Linked DNA regions of Cricetulus griseus: region 1 is linked to region 2. The links are chromatin contacts, called in public Hi-C maps. All regions are on one chromosome and are shown on one strand. The core of a region is the stretch at or near the end of the contact, and the rest is flanking DNA. Distances in the headings are between cores, read along the strand shown.

The links. Hi-C and Micro-C count contacts between places; a contact is called where the count stands out from the background.
Region 1: a contact with region 2 is called in a Hi-C map of fibroblasts, with 2.8 times the contacts expected there. The contact joins the enhancer-like site here to the promoter of Ap1s1 in region 2. A contact is called at or near these places in 3 of 8 Hi-C or Micro-C datasets (the CHK-Q cell line, the CHO-K1 cell line and fibroblasts).

The regions. Positions count from the first base shown.
Region 1 is chr4:116,046,219-116,051,102 of CriGri-PICRH-1.0, forward strand. All of the region lies in intron 3 of Trim56 (E3 ubiquitin-protein ligase TRIM56), which reads right to left. Among named protein-coding and RNA genes, the nearest start is that of Trim56, 14 kb to the right of the region's middle. Within about 2 kb of position 2,958, at least 3 of the 6 cell types and tissues checked have open chromatin away from gene starts, as enhancers often do. A contact at or near this core is called in the CHO-K1 cell line and fibroblasts, where this site is marked.
Region 2 is chr4:115,986,757-115,991,605 of CriGri-PICRH-1.0, forward strand. Ap1s1 (AP-1 complex subunit sigma-1A) reads right to left here and starts at 3,469. Exons shown (of 5, transcript XM_027416219.2): 1 at 3,342-3,469; 2 at 783-961; 3 at 83-191. The coding sequence starts at 3,344.

The DNA.
Region 1 (4,884 bases), core at 1,708-4,207, 59 kb after region 2:
AACACCTCAGCTTTATTATGGTGGAGGTCATGTTACACAGGTCAAGGCCTCTGCAGAGATGAGGCAGCCAGAGGGCATGGGTTTGTATTCAGACTGGCCCAAGGCATGTGAGCCTTAAGCCCCAGAACTAGGGCAAGGTGCAAGCACACTCTCCAAAGTGTACCCCTAACCCTGATCCCTGCCCTGGACAGACTGCACAAGTGCAGCCCAAGTGTAGGGAAGGAGAACTCACCCCCAAAAGAATTTTCTGTGGGTTTCCTGCTTGGGGAGCTGAACTTCAGCACTGGAAAAGCACTGCTGACTATAAAACACCAGGGAGCCAGGAGGAAGGGTGTAATGCAGAGGGCCTCTTGCATGGTGAAGTGTTTGCCTGGCTTAGAGCCCCAGAACCTATATAAAAAGCCAGACATGGGTGGGACACACTTGCAATCCCAACCCTGGGAGGGCAGACACAAGAGAATCCCTGGGCCTGGTTGACCAGCCAGCTCAGTTGGTGAGCTCCAGGCCAATGGGAGATCTTGTCTCAAAGGAAGACTGGTGCTCCTGAGGACAACTTCCAAGGATGTCCTCTGACTTCCACATGCACACATACACACATGGGAATGCTTAAACACACTTTCATCCATCCATACATGGGCATGCACAGACACGTGTTCTAAAACAGCAAAATGGATCTGGAAAGATGGCTTAGCTGTTAAGAGGACACACTTCTCTTACAGAGGACCAGAGTTCAGTTCCCAGCGCTTACATGGCTTACATTGGGTGACTCACACCAGGTGACTGTAACTCCAGCCTCAGGGAATTCAGTGCTCTCTTCTGGCTGCCAGGAACACTGAACATGCAGATACCTCTCCTCTCCAACACACACAGATAGGATCATTTAAAAAAGAATAAATCTTAAAACAAAGCCAGAAAACACCACCACCACATAAGCTTCAAGACACTTCTGCAGGCAGAGGGCAGAGAGCAACCTGAAGTTTCAGGCTAGCTTGAAGGCAGATCTCATCATCTGCCAACCCCCCCCCAGATCCATCAACTCCATTCCTCCCCAGATGAAGTGAATCTGCATATTTGAGCAGAGATATATGGAGGGAGCTGGAATGGTGACCCATGAGAAATTGGAAACACACACAAACACACATGCACACATGCACGAAAACTCGAGCACTCACACACACACTCACACACACAGGGTGGGGGGGAGCGGCCAGGTCAGACATGGGGTATGGCTTTGTTTCTTGGGAAGATCTCGGGAGTAGCTTTCCCTTGTTTGGGTGTGGTAACAGTTGGCATCAGTAGGCCTCGGAGGGCTCTGGTCTCTGCCTGGCTCCTGGTGATTTGCTGTGCGTTACATAATTCTGTACTCTCACGTTTCTCAGCATGGAAATAGGCATGGCAGTAAGGCCAGCTTTGTAGAACCAAGAAGGAGAGAATTTAGCTAACACTCACAGTGGGTTAAAAAGGGCCTGGCTTAGACTTGGTGCTCCTAAGTACCATTCTCCATACGTGGGAAGCTGAGGCAGGAGGATTGTAGAAACTTTGAAGCTAGTCTGAGGTACAGAATGAGACTCTGCCTCAGGAAACAACAACCAATCCAAAACTAAACCAAACCAAACCAAAAAACCCAACCACCCCACAAAACAATACAAAACAAACTCAGGCAGGGCTGGGGCTGTATCTCAGTTGGTTCTGTGTTTGCCTGGCATGGTCCCCAGCACCACATCAACTGTCTATGGTGGTACACCCCCATAATCCCAACAACTGGGAGGCAGAAGCAGGAAGACCGAAGTTCAAGGTCATCCCCATCTACACAGTGAGTTTGAAGCCAGCCTGAGCTATCTGAAACTGTTTAAAAAATAAGTCAAGCACTCAGGAGAAAGCTCTCCTGGGTGAGCTTGCCATCTCTTCTCCCCAGACTTGAGTGTCCTCACTGTTACTCATGCTTACCTCCGAAGGAAAAGGGAACCCTGTGTTCAGCCCCAGGACCTCACCCTAACTACAGAGTTGCCAGTAACTCATCAGGTCGGGTTCAGGTTGGACAAAAGCAGCTAGGTTTGCCACAAACTCCTGATGTGTTTTCTCAGCCTGCAGATTCCTACAGAGTAACAGCCCGTGGCTGAGTCAGAGTCCTTATCCTGCTATGCATATAACCCTGTCCATGGTAAACAGACATGGGGATGCCAGCAGGGGCCAAGATTAGAGGGAGATGGCCTGCATGTGTGACCTTCTCTTTGAATGACCACCACACCACAGCCATGGCGTCTCTCTCTCTCTCTCTGAGACTGCTATTATCCTTCTCAACCCTTTCCTCCTCCCTTTCTGTTCCTTCTCTTTTCCCTTCTATTCATGTGTGTTCTTTGTTTGAGACAGTCTTGCTATATAGCCCAGGCTGCCCCTTAAACTCCACAATCCTCCCACCTCTGCCTCCTAGGTGCTGGGATTATAGGAGTGGCCCACCGTGCCTAACTGGAGATGCTACCTCCCACCCCCAGATACTTCATTGAACCATCCTTACGACTCTGGAGAAGAGGAAACAGACACTATTACTTTTGAAAATGCATAGACGTTTTCAGAGTTGGCCCCCGGGAAAAGTCAAGCTTGATGTACTCCCTTCCCAGCTCCTTAATACAGGCAGGAAGCTAGGGTCATCTGTCTAGCATGTCCCCAGCCTGGGATGAGTCCCTCCACCCCCATCTTTCTCTGTCTCTCCTGCTGTCTCTCCTGTAATAAGGCTTTTCACCAGAGCTGTGGGTGGCAGAGGTGGCCCCTGGCACTGGTGTAGCCGAGTGCACAGCAGGATAAGCTTGCTTAGAGGGAGGAGGCTCGTGGCCACATGGCTTGCAGCACGAGCCCCTCGTGGGTCTGACCACAGAGGCAGGCACTCCGCCTTGGGGTTTGAAGCTGGGAACTGGTTGTCCTCTCTGTGGTCTTGGCTCACATGGACTGAGGCAGTCTCTTGTCGCCAGGCCCCTCAGCTTGCTGCTGAGTCACGTTCCCCCGGGTTCGCCCAGGCGCCCAGGTCCAGGCTTAGTCATCAGAGAATGAATTGCAGAATTCTTCTGTAGGCTGTCACTGCGGCAGTGAGGCCTTGTTCCTGAGCCAGGCCATCAACAGCAGCCCCTCCTAGGCTGTCATTCCTTCTCCTTGTTGGGGGTCCTGGCTGGGGAGAACAAGACCCTAGAGGGAGCCCGGAGCGGGAAATGTCTCAGAACTACCTTCCCATACCTCCATGTCAGACTTCTTCAAGGCCTCCTCTTTTGTTCACTGTATCTTCCTGGTTTGTGTGTGGGCGTTTCTGTGCACGTGTGTGCCAGTGTGAGGTAGCAGAGACCAGAGGATAGCTATGGCTGTCAGTCCTCAGGCACCATTTACCTTGGATTTTTGAGACAGGGTCTCTCATTGGCCTAGGACTCTAAAGCTAGGATTATAAGTGCATGCTACCATGTTCCCCTTTAAAAAAATTACATTATTTATTTAGAGTGTTTTGTGTGTGTGTGTGTGTGTGTGTGTGTGTGTGTGTGTGTGTGTGTGTGTGCCACTGCATATGTGTGGCAGTCAGAGGACAACTGAGAGTTACTTCTCTCCCTTCCACCCTGTCTGTGGGTTTCAGAAACTGAGCTCAGGTCATCAGACTTGGCAGCAAACATCTTCACCTGCTGAGCCATCTTGCCAGCTTAGTGTCTGGCTTTCAGGAAGGCTTAGGTCAGAAGTGCCTCCATTTGTCCTGCAGAAGCTAAGCTAAGAGGAGGCTAGATCATAGGTAGTCATCAAGTTGGTCACTTTGGTTTCTGCAATGTCCCCAAGTGACCACTAAGTAGCCATGACTGTGACTCTTTCTGCTTCTTAGGCCCTGGTGTGGAACACTCTCCATGCCTGTGAACTTATCTGCCTTGGTTTGCATCTGAAATGTCTCCCACAGGCTCATGTTTGAGATTTTGTTTATTTTCAATTATGTGTATATGTGAGTATGTGTTTGGGTATGTACACTTGCATGCAGTACCCATAGAAGCCAAAAGAGGGCATCAGACTCCCTAGAGCTAGAGTTTATGGAAGGTTCTGCACAGGTGGGTGCTGGAAACTAAATTCAGGTCCTCTGCAAGAGCAGTACCTGCTCTTAACTGCTGAGCCATCTCTCCAGCTCCAAGCTTGTGCCCTTGGCTTGTGGTACTATTCTGAAGGCTCCGGGGCCTTTAGGAGGCAGGGCCTGTCTGGTGAAGTATGTCACCAAGGGTGGGCTTTGGAAGGTAATACCCCCTCCCCCCGCCTGAGTCTGCACTACTTCCTGGTTCTCTATGATATAAGGCATCCTCCCCACATAACTCCATGGATGCCATGGTGGACATGTGATGGCCAGAGGACAGCTTGCAGGAGTCGTCCTTTCCTTCTGCCATGTGTGATCCCAGGCATCAAACTCAGGTCATTAGGCTTGCTGACAAGCAAGCACCCTTACCTGCTGAGCTATCTTGTCACTGTATATCTGAGAGAGGGTCTCTCATATAACTCGAAGCTCACTGATTCAGCTAGGCTAGCTAACAGTGAACTAAAGGGAACTGCCTGTCTCTCACTCCCCAGCACTCGGGATCATAAACATGCATCAGCAGGTCAGGTTTCTTGTGGGTGCTAGGGATCTGAATTTAGTCCCTCCTGTTTGTTTGGCTAACACTTTATTCACTGAGCCATTTCTCCAGCCCCCTGAAGTAATTTTAGTCACAGCCACTGTGTTGGGTAGCTTTTTTTTGTCAATTTGACACAAACCAGAGTCATCTAGGGAAAGGGAATGTCAGTTGAGGAGCAGTTTCCCTCAGAGTGGCCAGCAGGGAAGCCTGTAGGGCACTTTCTTGACTGACATTGATGTAGGAGGGTCCAGCCCACTATGGGTGGTAC
Region 2 (4,849 bases), core at 2,219-4,718:
GGGCCCAGATGAGTCTTTCTTAAGGCTTGGCAAGAAGATGGAACTGCTTGGCATGGAAACAGGGGTTCATGGGGAGACTTACACTGCCAAAATACTTGTCTAAGAGCTCTACATATCGGTGGATCAGCTCCAGTGTGATCAGCTCATTGTCTTGACCTTCAATGGCGCAGCAGAAATAGAGACTGGCATACCTGGGGAGGAAGCCCGTGAGACATATTTAGGAGCTGGCTTCAGGACCCTGGAGCTCCAAGTGCAACCTGCCTGCCAGGATGAGGTCCTCCAACTGTGCATAGACATGGTGGTCCCAGCGGTACAAAGACTAACATTTTTCCTGTGAGCATGTGTCAGAAACACAGCAGATTCATTTCCTCTCCTTCTTGCACTCAGACTCGCCTTGCTGGACTTAGCATAAATTCAAGCCAGTTTACATGCTCAGAGCAGAAGGGACTAGAAAGCAGTACGTGTGGGCGTGTGGGCATGTGTACTGGGAAAAGTGGGGTGAGGCCTCAGTATGGCCAATGAGACTGGGAGGGACCTGGACATGGGTGGGAGAACCTTCAGGAGATGTGCAAGAGGCCGTGTCAGAAAACCAAGTAGGAAACAATAATTTAGATGAACCTAGAAAGAGGAAGAAGGCATTCAGGACCACCCTGTAGATTCCTCGGCTCCTTGGAGCTCTCCCCGACTTCAGAGAGACAGAGTTATTTCTCAGTCGTTTTAACCCAGTGTGAACTCCAGAGCAATTCATGTACACTGAAAACAATAAATGGATGGAGTGTCACCTTTTATAGACAACTTTGAGGTCCCTCCACTCCAGGAAGCTGCACATCTTGGGCTTTCGAGCCAGCACAACCTGCATGAGCTCCCGGACCATTTTCTTCCTCTCCTTGTCCGAGGTGGCCAGGTACCATTTTTGCAGCCGAAGTTTCCCCTGCCGGCTGAACAGTAGCATGAATCGCATCTGGAAGGGAGGAAGGACCAGAGCTGAGGGGCAGAGAATGGGTTTGGAGCCTCTTTCCTTGCATGAGCGCAAAGCCCCAGACTCAGCGGTATTCACCACTACCTTCTTCAAAACTTCTGTCCCAGCTGGGTAGAGAAGAAGAATGTTCTTCCTGAGGGAAAGTCAAGCCTGCTGTGTGGGTTCCAATCCTGGCCCTAGTAGCTGAATACAACCTCAGGCAAATTAATTTATACTGGGCCAGCAAGATAGCTAAATTGGTGCTTGCTATTAAGCCTGAGTTCAATACCCATGACCCAAATTACAGAAGAGAACTGACTCCCACGAGCTGTCCTTTAACCTCTACACTCTTGCCATGGCAAGCACACATCCACACAAATAATAAGCACAAAAACATTTTATTACGTGTGTGTGTGTGTGTGTGTGTGTGTGTGTGTGTGTGTGTGTGTGTGTAGTTCAGAGGATAGCTTTTGGGAACTGGATCTCTGCTTCTACAATGTGAGCTCCAGGAATCAAATTTAGATACCCAAGCCTTGGCAGCAAGTGCCTTTGTCTGCTGATCTATCTTACTGGCTTTGTAAAAAAAAAAAAAAAAAAGTCTTTGAACCTCAGTTTCTTTACTCGAAAGACAGAAACCATAAAATTACCTTCCTTATAGAATTCTTTTAAGATTTGCTTTTCTTATTTTTTAAAGATTTATTTTACTTTATGTGTATGAAATACTCAATACTCACATGCATACATGTATGTGTCACACACATGCCTGTTGATACCCCAGAACCAGGGTTATAGATGGTTATAAGTCACCATGTGGGTGACAGGAACCAAACCCAGGTCCTCAGCAAGAGCAACACATGCTCTTAAGCACTGAGCCCTCTCTCTAGCCCACTACTATTTTTAGTTATGTGTAAGTTTATGTTGTGTGTCTATATACTGGGTATGTGCAGATGAGTGCAGGTGCCCATGCAGGCCAGAGGCATCAGATCAGGAGCTACAGAAGGTTGTGAGCTGCCTGATATACGTGTTGGGAACTGAACTGGTTCTTCTGGAAGAGCAGCAAGTACTCTCAATGACTTAGGCATCTTTCCTGCATTAAGGAATTCTTTTTTTTTCTTTGCTTTTTTTTTGGTTTTTCGAGACAGAGTTTCTCTGTGTAGCTTTGGAGCCTATCCTGGCACTCGCTCTGGAGACCAGGCTGGCCTCGAACTCACAGAGATCCGCCTGCCTCTGCCTCCATAGTGCTAGGATTAAAGGTGTGTGCCACCAACGCCCAGCTATTTAAAATTTTTAAGGACAGTTCTCTCCTTCCACTGTGAGGACTCCAGGGATTGAATTCAGGTTGTCAAGTACCTTTAGAAGCTGAGCCATCTCTCTGGCCCTCTTCTCTTTCTTTCTTTCTTTTTTTTTTTTTTTTGAGACAGGGCTTCATGTAGCTCAGGCTGACCTATATTTCATATGTAGCCAAGGCTGCCCTTGATTTTCTGATCCTCCTGAGTGCCTGGGTTACGGGTCCCAGACACCAGATCACGAAGTCCCTCACAGAGAGTCCAGTGACCCCGATGGCTCTCCTAGGGAATGTCTGTGGAATGAGAGTCCTCATTGCTTCCTGGATCTAGTTTCTTCCCAGTTGCAGGGGGCTCTTGCTTCCAAAACCTGAACTCAATTCCCAGCAAACAGATCTGTGAACACGGCCAGGGCTGGAATCTCTGGGTGTGTGCGGCAATTCAGCTTCCAGGCCATCAATTAAAAGGAACAAAGACCCCCAGAAAGCAGGGGCGGTGGCTGGTGGGGGCCAGGGGATGTGAAGAACTGAGGGAGCCGAGTGCGGGCAGGAAGACGGAAGGCCTGGGCTGGGGAAGGAAACTGGACCGCGGTGGTGGGAAGGTGGGAACGGCAGAGTCGGCGCGTCCTCCAGAGCCCAGGCTCCCCGACTACGGAGTCGGGGGTCAGCTGTGGAGACCCGGAAACCGCCCCTGCCTCCCTCCCGCCTCCCTCCTGCCGCACCGTGCGCTCAGGCGCGGGCCTCCCGGAGGGGGCTCGGCCACCGCGACCCCCGGGGATCCCGGGGCCCCTCTCCGCGGGTGGCTCCCCCGCCACGGCGCCCGGGGCGTCTCCAGGACAGGACCCCGTGTCCCGAACGCTGACCCTGCTCGGGACAGTCCCGCCACCCTGCAGCCCAACCAACGAGACTCCTCCCCGCCCCTGTCCCGAGTGCCATTTCCAGCTCCCGAGGTCGGCTCGCCCAGCCGCTCCGGGAAGTGGATCCTCAGCGGACCACAGGGAAGACAGGGCGACTCCCACCAAACGCTGCCCCCTCCGGACCCCCGCAGGTACAGCCCACGCCCCTCGGGTCCCCCGTCCCCTCCCTCTCAGCACTGCCTACCATCCTGCAGCCTCCGGCCCGGCACGTCCCTCTCCGGCCACCGTAGGAGCCCGCTCCGCGGCCCGTCGGATTCTTTTCTTTTCCCTCCCTCTCCGCCTGAAGCCCCGCCCCCCGGCCTCGCCGGCTCCCCCGCGCGGCCGCATTGCGCAGGCGCCAGCGCTGCCGCGCTCTCCCCCTCCCGGTCCCACCCAGAGGCGGGAGGGGCTGAAGGCGGAGAAGCGGAAACCATGGCAACCAGGTCCTTGACTTCAGCTTTGCAGAAGCTCGGTTGTCATGGTAACAAGGCTGTCCTGGTGGGCTGATTGGAGGATGGGAAGGGCGGAGGTAGGGGACAACGAGGGCCTTGAGCTCTGGAGCATTTGTAGGGGGGGAAAGGCGGGAAAAGGGTGAGAGGTGGATGCTCGATCTTTAGAGTTTATGAAGAAGCAAGGATGATTCCGGGAGCTGAACACGGTGTGCAGAAAAGGAGGAAAACATCACTCAAAGCGGGGTGGTGCGGGAACAGAGTTCAAGATCAGCTCAGGGCTACACAACAATATTCTGTCCCCAAACAAGCAAGGCAGGCGCGGTGGTGTACACCTGTGATTCCAACGCTTTGAAGGCAGACAGACAGGAGCAAATTGTAGCTCAAGTTCAGCCTCAGCTAAGTGGCGTGCTCGAGAGAGCCTATCTTAAGCAAAGTGACACAAAACAGTGCCGGTGTGATGGCTCCAATCATAGAGATGCCCCCCCCCCCATAGAAGGTGAAAGGGAATGACTGACCCTGCAAGCTGTCCTGACATCCACACAGTCAAGTACCCTGGTTTGTACATGCTCCCACGCAACACAAAATACATATATGAAATGTAACCTTAAAAATTTTAAATACCCGGGCGTTGGTGGCACATGCCTTTAATCCCAGCACTCGGGAAGCAGAGGCATCAAGGCCAGCCTGGTCTCCAGAGCGAGTTCCAGGACATCCATGGATACACAGAGAAACCCTGTTTCGAGAAACAAAACAAAACCAAAAAAGTAAAACAGTATAGAGCTTTAGTGTTGAGAACTTATTAGATGCAAGTGTCTTTTTTTGTTTATATATAATACATATATATATAGTGTGTGTGTGTGTGTGTGTGTGTGTGTGTAACTGGATGTGAGGGTATACACCTGTAATACTGTAGTTTGGAAAGCAGATGTAGACAGATCAGAATCAGAGTTCAAAGTTATCCTTGGCTACATAACAAGTTCACATTCTGGGCTGAGGCACTGTGTCAAAACAAAAAACAAAACCCCAAACAACAAAACAGCCAAACAAACAATAAAATCACACACACACAAACAAATAAACCAGATTAGCCCGGCATACTTTTGTGTGCCTATAATTTGATCCCTGGGGAACCAGAGGCAAGAGGATTAGTCAAGAGAGTTCACAGCCAGCCTGAGTTATGTAAAGAGAGAGGGTGTCTTAATAAATAAATAAATAAATAAATAAATAAATAAATGTAAACAGCAACAACAAGCCCCCAAAG